Linked DNA regions of Sus scrofa: region 2 is linked to region 1. A link is a contact called in public Hi-C data. All regions are on one chromosome and are shown on one strand. Each heading gives the region's core, a stretch centred on a gene start, on an enhancer-like site or on the middle of the called end of the contact. The rest is flanking DNA. Distances are from core to core; before and after follow the strand shown.

Evidence for each region. Hi-C and Micro-C count contacts between places; a contact is called where the count stands out from the background.
Region 2: a contact with region 1 is called in a Hi-C map of skeletal muscle, with 5 times the contacts expected there. The contact joins the enhancer-like site here to the promoter of FEN1 in region 1. A contact is called at or near these places in 15 of 47 Hi-C or Micro-C datasets (embryonic fibroblasts, epiblast stem cells, fetal liver and 7 more) and 1 of 2 datasets of contacts at active chromatin or transcription factors (skeletal muscle).

What each region holds. Positions count from the first base shown.
Region 1 is chr2:9,753,802-9,759,096 of Sscrofa11.1, reverse strand. FEN1 (flap endonuclease 1) reads left to right here and starts at 2,234. Exons shown (of 2, transcript XM_003122627.5): 1 at 2,234-2,475; 2 at 5,183-5,295. The coding sequence starts at 5,204. It overlaps TMEM258 (transmembrane protein 258), which reads right to left and starts at 2,127. Exons shown (of 4, transcript XM_003122626.6): 1 at 2,017-2,127; 2 at 41-150. The coding sequence starts at 2,019.
Region 2 is chr2:9,643,658-9,648,550 of Sscrofa11.1, reverse strand. FADS2 (fatty acid desaturase 2) reads left to right here. Exons shown (of 12, transcript NM_001171750.1): 5 at 1,179-1,304. LOC106509334 (a long non-coding RNA gene) reads right to left here. Exons shown (of 3, transcript XR_001306776.2): 3 at 3,385-3,397. Among named protein-coding and RNA genes, the nearest start is that of FADS2, 21 kb to the left of the region's middle. Within about 2 kb of position 3,095, at least 33 of the 83 cell types and tissues checked have an H3K27ac peak or open chromatin away from gene starts, as enhancers often do. A contact at or near this core is called in liver, omental adipose tissue and skeletal muscle, where this site is marked.

The sequences.
Region 1 (5,295 bases), core at 985-3,484:
ATCGCTACTTCTGGCCACTGGCTACTCAGTGAAAGGATACACGAAGAACCAGGCGGTAAAGAACATGCCAATGGCCAACAGCACCACCGTCAGGTGGGGGAAGACGGCTGGGTTCACCGGGCTGGTGTATCTGCTCATGGCCTCAAGCTCCTAGGGGAGGGCATGAAATCAGAGCCATCAAAGAATCCCATGACGTCAACCTGGGGGTCCTCTGGGGTTATCAGGGAGCCTCGTGCTGCTGTGACTACTAGAAGCTCATTTCAGCCCGGGACATGTGGAAATCCTTCAGAATCACCATCAAAGGATAATGATTGGGAATGATAACAATTACAACGATATCTCAAACTAAGGTCGCGTTTTGTCTTTTCAATGAGACAAGAAGGGCCGCTGAGAGGCAGAGACTGAGACACAGAAAGTGCCTGATCAATGGTCCTTGACATGAGGCCACTGACCACTGTGAAAAAAAAAAACGTGATGAAAGGTATGGACTCTGCCTGGAAAAACCACACACAAGAAAAAGCTCTTTTTCTTTTCTTTTTTTGTCTTTTTGCCATTTCTTGGGCCACTACTGTGGCATATTGACGTTCCCAGGCTAGGAGACAAATCAGAGCTGTAGCTGTAGACCTACACCAGAGCCACAGCAACGCGGGATCTGAGCCATGTCTGCGACCTACAGAGCTCACGCCAACACCGGATCCTTAACCCACTGATCGAGGCTAGGGATCGAACCTGCAACCTCATGGTTCCTAGTCAGATTTGTTAACCACTGAGCCACGACAGGAACTCCAAAGCTCTTTTTCTTTTTAGCCACACCAGCAGCATGTGGAAGTTCCCGGGCCAGGGGCTGAACTCTCTCTGCAGTGGCAGCAACTCCAGCTTCGCAGCCCGCTCCACTACGGGGGAATTTGTAATTTTGCTTATGGTTTGAGAAGTTTTATGGACCCATGTCTGTAGGTATCAAGCTAAGAATCCTTGCTGGAAGACAGAACTGGACTGGTACCCTGATCTCAACTCCTGCACTAGTAAGGAATCTTGAGATCTACAGGCAAAAGACCTAAGTTATAATTCTGGCTCTAGTGAGTAAACATGAGTCTCAGTAAAGGGATTATAATAATCTCTCTCTCACAAGGTTGATGTATGATTTAAGGCAGATGACAAACGTCACAGCCTCTAACTCACTGCCTGGCATGGAGTAGTTGCTTAATGGCTTTTTGTTTCCTTCCCAAGGTTAGAGAGCAAATTATGAGATAATGCCTGTGAAAGAGGGCTGTAAAACGTAAAGTTCTGCACAAATGTTAACTCCCATTGTCACCCACCGCCCAACGCTTCTAAAATCCAGAACATAACAACTCTAGAGAAGTAAATTGACCCCATTGTTCTAAGAGACACTGGAATTCAATTCAGTAAACATGTATGTCCCCCCACCCCCCCAAATGATAAAGACAATCGCTGCCATTGACTGACCCTCCAATTGCAGGCCCCGTGTTTGGCACTGGGAATACAAAGATGAATAGACATCATCCCAGGGCTAGAGGCACGTCAGCTGGTGGTCACTAGTAGGCGTGGCAGATAACAAAGAAGTACATGACACGTGGCAAAAGGCTGGTACATAGGTTGTGGGAGCTCCCAGGAGAGAGGGGACAAGTGCCCGAGACAGCTGGAAGTGCTTCATCAAGAAGGTGACATTTGCCCAGGGCCGTGTAGGATAAGCACGAGTTCCACAGGGGGGAAAAACTTTCCAGATACACGTCACAGAAATCAAAACTCCAAGGTTTTTAAAATGCACCCCACGCTTCTAAATCGGGAGATCTGAAACCTAGTGAGATCAAAACCACAGCCTACGGAGTCTACGGCAAGGGGCTTCCCTTCCCCGCCCCTCAGCCCAAGCCGAAGGATCCAGGAGCCTCCCGCCCTCTGGACCTCGGGCGCCTGAGGCCTCTGCGAGAGAAACCGGCTGTGGGGCGAGCCCCGAGGGGTCCCCAGAGCCCTGTGGGAAACACCTCTCAATCCTCTCACCATTTTGCCGGGCACAGGGTAAACCGCCGTTCCGCCACCGGAAGAACACGTCGGCAGGAGCAGGCGCGCAGTTCAGCCGGAAGAGGAAGCGCAGCTGCGCGAGTGGCATTGTGGGATTTGTAGTCCTGTGGTGGGGGGCGGCAACGGGATCTGGGGCCGGCGGGGTCCCGGGGTGGAGTGGGAACAAGTGGTGGAGAAGGGTAGGGTCGGGTCGCTGAGCGAGCCTGTTCACCCTGGCTGGAGTCTTTGTCTTGAGAGAAGCAGGCCGAGGGCTCCGGGGCCTGTACTACACTTCCCAGGAGGCTGTGCGCCGCGGTAGGTCATGTGACGGGAGCGCGGGCTTTGGAAGGCGGCGGAGCGAGAGGCTACCCGCGGCTGAGGAGCGAGTTGGGCTGAGGTCGGCCCTGGGCCACACAGGAGCAATCGCCAGCTGCCGAGGCTTCACGTCCCAGAGGCCAGGTGAGACCCGCGGGAAGCGCCTCGAGAGCGGCGGGCCCGCTTTGCGCCGGGTGCTGGAGAAGGCCGGCCGCTGCCGTGCGCCGGACGGAGGGAGCGCGGGATTCGCCATCTGGCGGGCCCGCCACTTTCCGTTGTGAGCCTGGGGCCAGTCGCTGAACCCCCGAGCCTCTTTCTTCATTTGTAGAAGAAGGATAATAACTCCCACCTCCTGGAGTCGTTTTGTATGGTGACTTAGGTGCTGGAGGAGAGACAGTTTTGGAACTGCACTTGTCCAGATTCCTTTCCTTCCTGCCTTTGTCGGCCTCGGTGGTGGGATACTCGGCTAACGAGGCACTGGCTCCTGGGTACACATTCTAGCAAAGCAGATAGGTTGGGGCCTGAACCGAAGGATCGAGTGGGTTCTGGAGGGGGAATTTTTATAGAGCACCTAGCGTTTGTTGGAGGGGTTTTTGTCTGGTACCTCAGTTAACTCTGACAGTAATTCTGCAAGGCAGGCATGGTTCCCATACTTGATAGATGAGAAAACCAAACCTAAATGGCTTAGTAACGTCACAGACTAAGTGACATAATGGTATTACCGAGGTGGTGAGTGCTGGTGCCTGGGTTCAAGGCCACCGCCATTCGCAGGTGAGAACTAGGTGAGACGGACATTGAAGAAAAGGGCTTCAGGATGGTGGGAGGAAGGCACCGCCGAGCAAAAGTGAGACAGGGCGGTCCTTAGACCAGCCTTTCTCTTCGATTCTAAGAGTGTAAAGTTAAGTTGGGAATCAGCATGAAAGATCTTGATGCTGTAAGTCCCTTATGTTTTAGAAAGAACCCTGTGAAGGACGAGTGGGAACAATTAGAAGGCCTAGTGTACTATTTCTTTGAGTGTTGGACACAGTGCCAGTGGTGCCTTCAGCATCCTTTTTATTTTATTTTTTATTTTATTTTATTATTTCTAGGACCACACCCGCAGCACATGGAGGTTCCCAGGCAAGGGGTCAAATCAGAGCTGCAATTGCTGGCCTACACCACAGCCACAGCAATGCCAGATCCGAGCTGTGTCTGCGAACTGCACCACAGCTCACGGCAATGCTGGATCCTTAACCCACTGAGCGAGGCCAGGGATCGAACCCACAACCTCATGGTTCCTAGTCGGATTTGTTTCCTCTGCGCCACCACAGGAACTCCTCAACATCCTTTTTAAAAGTATTGAGTTATAACTGATATAACACAGGTATTATTACTTAAGATGAGTTCTTTTTTTTCAATTTAGTTTTTAGAAGATGGTGTCCACATGAAAAATATTAAGTGAATGAAAGTACAGGTTTTAGTGGGAAGTGGCAGAAAATTGTGAGGGTGGATTAGGCCCGACTGAAGTTTGGGAAATACTTCCGTAGGAAATCTTTTGTTGAGGGGCCTGGACCACAGAAATTCAGTTCTGGGCTGAGGGACTCCAGCATGCAGGCCCCTGCACCGGGACCTGGGGTGGAGTAGGAGCTGTGGAGCTCACAATTCAGACTTAGCAGTGGAGAGAAAATGTGGAAGTGGCAGACTTAAAACAGCATCACGTTAGAGGTGGAAGTGCTGAAGGGTTACTGCAGAGAGATCCAGGTGGTGTTGCAGAAGCCACAGCACTCCCATTCGGATGCTACTTTTGCCAGCTGCTCTGTCCTCCAGAGTAACAGAATAAAGAGGAAACAGAATGTGGATATATGTAAAGAGACCCAGTTTAAGGAACTGGAGTGAAAAGTTGAAAATCACAGGGCAGGTAGGAGTGGCAGCTGCAGTCTTTTCTGGGGAGGCTGCACCCTTGACATGCAAATGTTCCCGGGCCAGGGATTGAACCTGCACCACAGCAGTGACAATGTCGGGTCCTTAACCACGAGGCCACCAGGGAACTCCGATGCTGCAGTCTTGAGGCAGGATTTCTTCATGAAACCTGTTTTTGCTCTTACAGCCTTTCAGCTGATTTTGATGAGGCCTACTCACGTTATGGAGGGCAGGCTCCTGAAAGTCAGCTGACAGAGATGGTGACCACACCCACAAAATACCTTCACGACAAGACCTGCATTAGTGTTTAGTTAAATAACTAGATACTGTGGCCTTGACAGGTTGACACGTCACACTAACAGCACTGTGAGTTGGAGGTGTTTGGTCCCTGGTACAAAGGAGGAACAGATGTGTGGTTCGCTAATGGGCAGGAAGACAGATACTCCCGAGTTTATTTCACCACTTGACATGTTCAGCTGCGTATTTGGGTTGCTTTTTTATCTGTCTCATGTCGATTTTGTCTGACCAGGCTTTGCCTGTCCTTCAGGGCTCAGTTCTGCCGTTGTGATCCCTGGACTCCTCGGGGCCGGGCCAGGCCCTCTGCTCTGGCCTCACTCTAGCCCGATCTGCACTCTGGCCCTGTTGCCGCCTCAGCCACTTGCACTTAACGTCCCTCAGGCACAGCACCAGCATCTTGGTCCTCTCAGCATCCAGTCGAGTGCCCGATATGCAGGAAGCCTTGGTGTTAATGCAGTGGATTTCCTGGGAAGTTTCTTGAGGATGGGAGCCCTGTCTTGTTCTTTTCTTCTGCAGTGCCCACCTGGGTCCTTTTGTTGTGCTAAATTTGTTTAGCGGAAGGCGTGCAGTTGGTGGGATTGCACCCCTGGTAAGCACCCCTTCCTCCTCTTCCTTCCTTTGAGTGCCTCCTGTCTTACTTGCCTTTCTTTTGTAGCCGGCCCTCCTCCGCACTGCTATGGGGATTCAAGGACTGGCCAAACTGATCGCCGACGTGGCCCCTGGGGCCATCCGGGAGAATGACATCAAGAGCTACTTTGGCCGCAAGGT
Region 2 (4,893 bases), core at 1,846-4,345, 110 kb after region 1:
GCCCTTTAAAGTGTGTAAATTCACAGATCTGTGCAACCACCATCACTGTCAATTTTGGAACATCTTTCAAATGTCAGTCTGAAAAGAAATCCCATGCCACATAGTCCCCACCACCCAACTCATCCCAGCCCCAGCACTAGGCAACCACTCATCTGTGTCTATAGATTGCCCTGTTCTGGACCCTTCATCAAAAAGGAATCAAGTATAGGAGTTCCCGTCGTGGCGCAGTGGTTAACGAATCCGACTAGGAACCACGAGGTTGTGGGTTTGATCCCTGGCCTCGCTCAGTGGGTTAAGGATCCGGCGTTGCTGTGAGCTGTGGTGTAGGTCGAAGATGCGGCTTGGATCCTGCGTTGCTGTGGCTGTGGCTGTGGCTTTGGCTGGCAGCTGTAGCTCCGATTCGACCCCTAGCCTGGGAACCTCCATATGCTGTGAGTGTGGCCCTAAAAAGCAAAAACAAAAACAAAAACAAAATGTTGCTAGAAACATTCATGTACAAGGTTGTGTGTGGCCATGTTTTTCATTGCTCTTGGGTAGGTACCTACGAGTGAGATGCTCGGTCATATAATAGGGACCACTTCCTTTTTTTTTTTTTTGACTTTTTAGGGCCACACCAGTAGCATATGAGGTCCCCAGACTAGGGGTCAAATGGGAGCTGTAGCCGCCGGCCTACACCACAGCTCACAGCAACACCGGCTCCTTAACCCACTGAGTGGGGCCAGGGATCAAACCTGTGTCCTCATGGATACTAGTTGGGTTGGTTCACCACTGAGCCATGATGGGAATTCCCAGGGACCACTTCTTACAGTTCCCGAAACAGAAGTTCTCCTCTCTGGACAACATGAGGGGCGTGGAGGCTCACCCCTGGGGTTGGCAGAGTGAAGACTCCCCCACACCTGCTGAAACACCTGCCTCTTCCCAGCCATCACCAGCACCATCTTAGGACTGGGAAACAGGCCTGAAGGGATGGAGGGACCCGGCTCCATTCAGAAGTCCTGGCTGAGGAGCTGGCCAGCGCTCTGGCCTCAGGACTGGCAGGGCCAAGCTCAGGCGTTCAGTCAAAAGCCCTGTGTGTGATGGAGGAGTTGGCCGTGAATGCTGCAGGTGCCAGGAGTGGGGCCTGCTGTTTGTGGGTCCCCCAAGGGCTGCACAGCTCACCCCCCTCCCTTCCCCCACAGGGTGCCTCTGCCAACTGGTGGAACCATCGCCACTTCCAGCATCATGCCAAGCCCAACATCTTTAGCAAGGATCCAGATGTGAACATGCTGCATGTGTTTGTCCTGGGAGAAAGGCAGCCGGTTGAGGTAGGACTGGAGCGGACAGAAAGATCTGGGGAGTGTTTGGCCTGCGCAGGGCTCCGGGGAGGGATGGGGCGGGGGGAGCAAACAGACCCATCTGTGTCTGATGTTTACATGGAATCCTTTCCTGGGCACCCTGAATCATTCAAGCTGGAATTTCAGTGGCCTGGCCTCCTGCGTAAATAATGGATGAAGCTCTTTGTTAGCGTGTTAGCAGCCTCCCCGCCTCCCTTGGGCTGGGGAAGAACATTTTCTGGCTTGTTCCTTCCAGTGTAGCAGGAAAGCACAATTCCAGGGCTCAAGCTTGGTCCCCAAAGACCAGTACAAGGAAACCTTACTCGGAGAGTCGCAGTCCCCGAAGCAGCCAGGAGGATCCCGGCGGGTCTGGTCCCACCTGCTTCACCATAGATGCAAATGAGGCTCAGTGGAGGACTCATGGCACGAGCTCGGGGTCACAGAGTCACATCCTTTAGCCCCCAGTCGAGGCCAGATCTGACAGCCAGGCCATTTCCTCCCACTCTGTCGCACTGACTTGTTTCTGTCTTGGTTTACCTTTTATTTATTGATTGATTGATTTGTCTTTTTTTGTCTTTTGGGGGCTGCACCTGTGGCATATGGAGGGTCCCAGGCTAGGGGTCGAATCAGAGCTATACTGCCAGCCTATGCCAGCCACAGCAACGCCGGATCCCAGCCACATCTGCGACCTACACCACAGCTCACAGCCACGCCAGATCCTTAACCCACTGAGCGAGGCCAGGGATCGAACCCACAACCTCATGGTTCCTTGTCGGAGTCGTGTCCGCTGCGCCATGACGGGAACTCCTGGGTTTACCTTTTATTATAAGTAGAGAACATAGCTCTTATAAGCATTTTCTTTTTACCATGCCTGCGATGTGTGGAAGTTCCTGGACTGGGGATGGCACTTGAGCCACAGCAGCAGCCATGCCAGATTCTTAACTGCCGGGCCACCAGAGAACTTGTCATTGATATGTGGCATTCTCTGGTGGCCTAGCAGGTAAGGACTGGGCCTTGTCACTGCTGTGGCTCAGGTGCCATCCCTGGCACGGGGCACTTTCCCGTGCCTCGGGCCCACAAATAAAAAATGAAAATGAAAAACATAAAAACCCAAACTGCAGCTTCAACATCTTACATCTGGCTCGTGTCCACTTAGGTTTCCTTGCGATTCTGGTTGTTTTTCAGGGGATTCTTTTGAACTTCCTGGGAAGACCACCGGAACCTCGGAAATAATGAAAATAGAGATTCTTTGTAATAGCTCCACACTCATTTCTGGTTTGGGTTTTTTATAACCTTCCTGGAATTTCCAGAACAGAATTAAATAGGGGTGACGTCAGGGGGCAGCCTGGTTCTGCTCCCCTCCGCCACCCCCCGTCACCAAGGGGGACCATGAGGCCCTTATGCCCTTGGCTCTGGACAAGGGCTCTCAAAAGCTGTGAGGGTTGCTGCCGCCCCCTGTCCCCATCTGAGATCCTGCTTTTTCATCCTCTGGGAGGCTCCCCCCTGTCCCGAGGCCTGGCCACTCCTCACCCCCCCGGCTTCTTGCTTCACCTTGGGGAACAGGCCAAGTCCGTCCCTCGGAGAGGCCGTGGCCCTCCGCAGGGCCTTGGGGCTGGACTCCTGCCCGTCCTCGCATGCCTGCTGGCCTTGGTCCTTCTCATTTCTCTGCGGCTCCAGTTTGCAAGTTCCCAGAGGCGGGGCAGGGCTTGGCCTCTGCTCCCCTCCCCCAACCCTGACTGGACAAGGCTGGCCCTTGTCGGGCCTCAGACATTTTGTTCCGATGCTGAAAAGTCCCCTGCACATGCCCCTGGCACCCCCTCAGCTGGGCCTCGTGGTCCCTGAAACAGGCTGAACACAGGAGGGTTCAGGACTGGCTGGGGTCCAGGGTTGTGGGCCTCCGGGAAGCCAGGCCACCAGGGCTGGCCATGCTCCCCCTCCCACTGCCTTGGGCCTGCGTCCCCTTCAGCCTCGGCTAGAGGACACATCAAAGCAGGCCCTGCGTGTGCGGCCATCTCCTTGGGGTCTGGACCAGCCATCCAGACTCTCGCCCGCAGCTTGAGTGGAAGCTGTGTCTGCCTGGGTCTCTCTGGGGCCCCCACAGCCTGAGCTTTCTGCCTGTGGCTGGTGAGGCTTCTGTGGGAGGGGAGAGGAGTGCGGGTCCTCCAGGCTGGCAGCCCCCGGCGGGGTGGGGAAAGGAAGGCTGACTTTCACTGGACCCAGCACAGCCGAGCATGGCACGTGGGACGTCACTTCATCCTTGCTTAACCATGAGGCAGGAGCTGTCATCAAACCCATTTTACAGATGGAACAGCTAAGGCCAAGAGATGATATGATTTGCTCAAGGTTACAGCAAGAAAGGACAGGACCACCATCCAAAACCCAGACTGTCTGGCTCCCAGCCAGGGCAATCCCGGTCCTGCAGGGGCCCTGCCCAGGGCTACCACCTGCTGGACACTAGGTGTGTTTGTTAGCTCTCTCCAGCTTCCTGATGAATTATGAAGCCAGAAGCCCCTCCTCCTGGCTTGGTGCATTCTAAAACCCTTCTCCCCGTTCCCGTTGTGGCTCAGTGGTGACAAGCCTGACTAGGATCCATGAGGATGCAGGTTCGATCCCCGGCCTCCCTCAATGGGTTAAGTTAAGACTATTTCTGGGAAGTTCCCGTCGTGGCGCAGTGGTTAACGAATCCGACTAGGAACCGTGAGGTTGCGGGTTCAGTCCCTGCCCTTGCTCAGTGGGTTAACAATCCAGCATTGCCGTGAGCTGAGGTGTAGGTTGCAGACGCGGCTCAGATCCTGCATAGCTGTGGCTCTGGTGTAGGCTGGCAGCTACAGCTCCGATTCAACCCCTAGCCTGAGAACCTCCATATGCCACGGGAGCAGCCCCAGAAAGGGCAAAAAGACAAAAAAAAAAAAAAAAAAATTTAACTCCCCAGGTGCGCCCAGCCTGAGTCCTTCTATGGGGACTTCTGGTCTCTTCCAGCCCACCTGGGCTGCCCTGAGTGCTCACTCCCCCAAGAAGAGCTGGGCCAGCCCAAGAGGGTCCTATGGGCCCAGGCCTGTCCCGTGGGTTCACCTGCAGGGCAGAGACGTGGAGGGGAGCGCTCCCGTCTAGGGCCAGAACAGCCCGCAGACAAAGTCTGGGCCTATTTCCTGGTTTCTGGGAGGAGGTTAGAGCAGGACCCAGGAACCTGTTTTGTGGCCCACGAGCTCCCCAGAACCCCAGACCCAACTGGCCACTCAGGGGGCATCTCTAGTCCCTCCTCCTCTGGAAAGTTGTTCAAGAGTGTCTGGGGTCCCCCCGGCTGGGACCTCTCCAAGGCCAGCCTCAATCTTAATGACACCTTTGTGCAAAGAACAGACGACATTCTGGGGATGGGGAGACCCCTGCTGAGACACAGGAGGCCCCACAGAACAAAGGGATCGATTCTGATGGCTCTTGGGCCCTGTGGCCATGGCTGCTGATGCCAAGATGCATGTCCCGGGGATAGGCTTGGCTTTGCTCCCAGCCACCCGACTGCGGGCTCTCCCTGTGATTTTGGCAGTCACTCCTATCTCAGTGCTCTCGCCTGGAGAACGGGAGC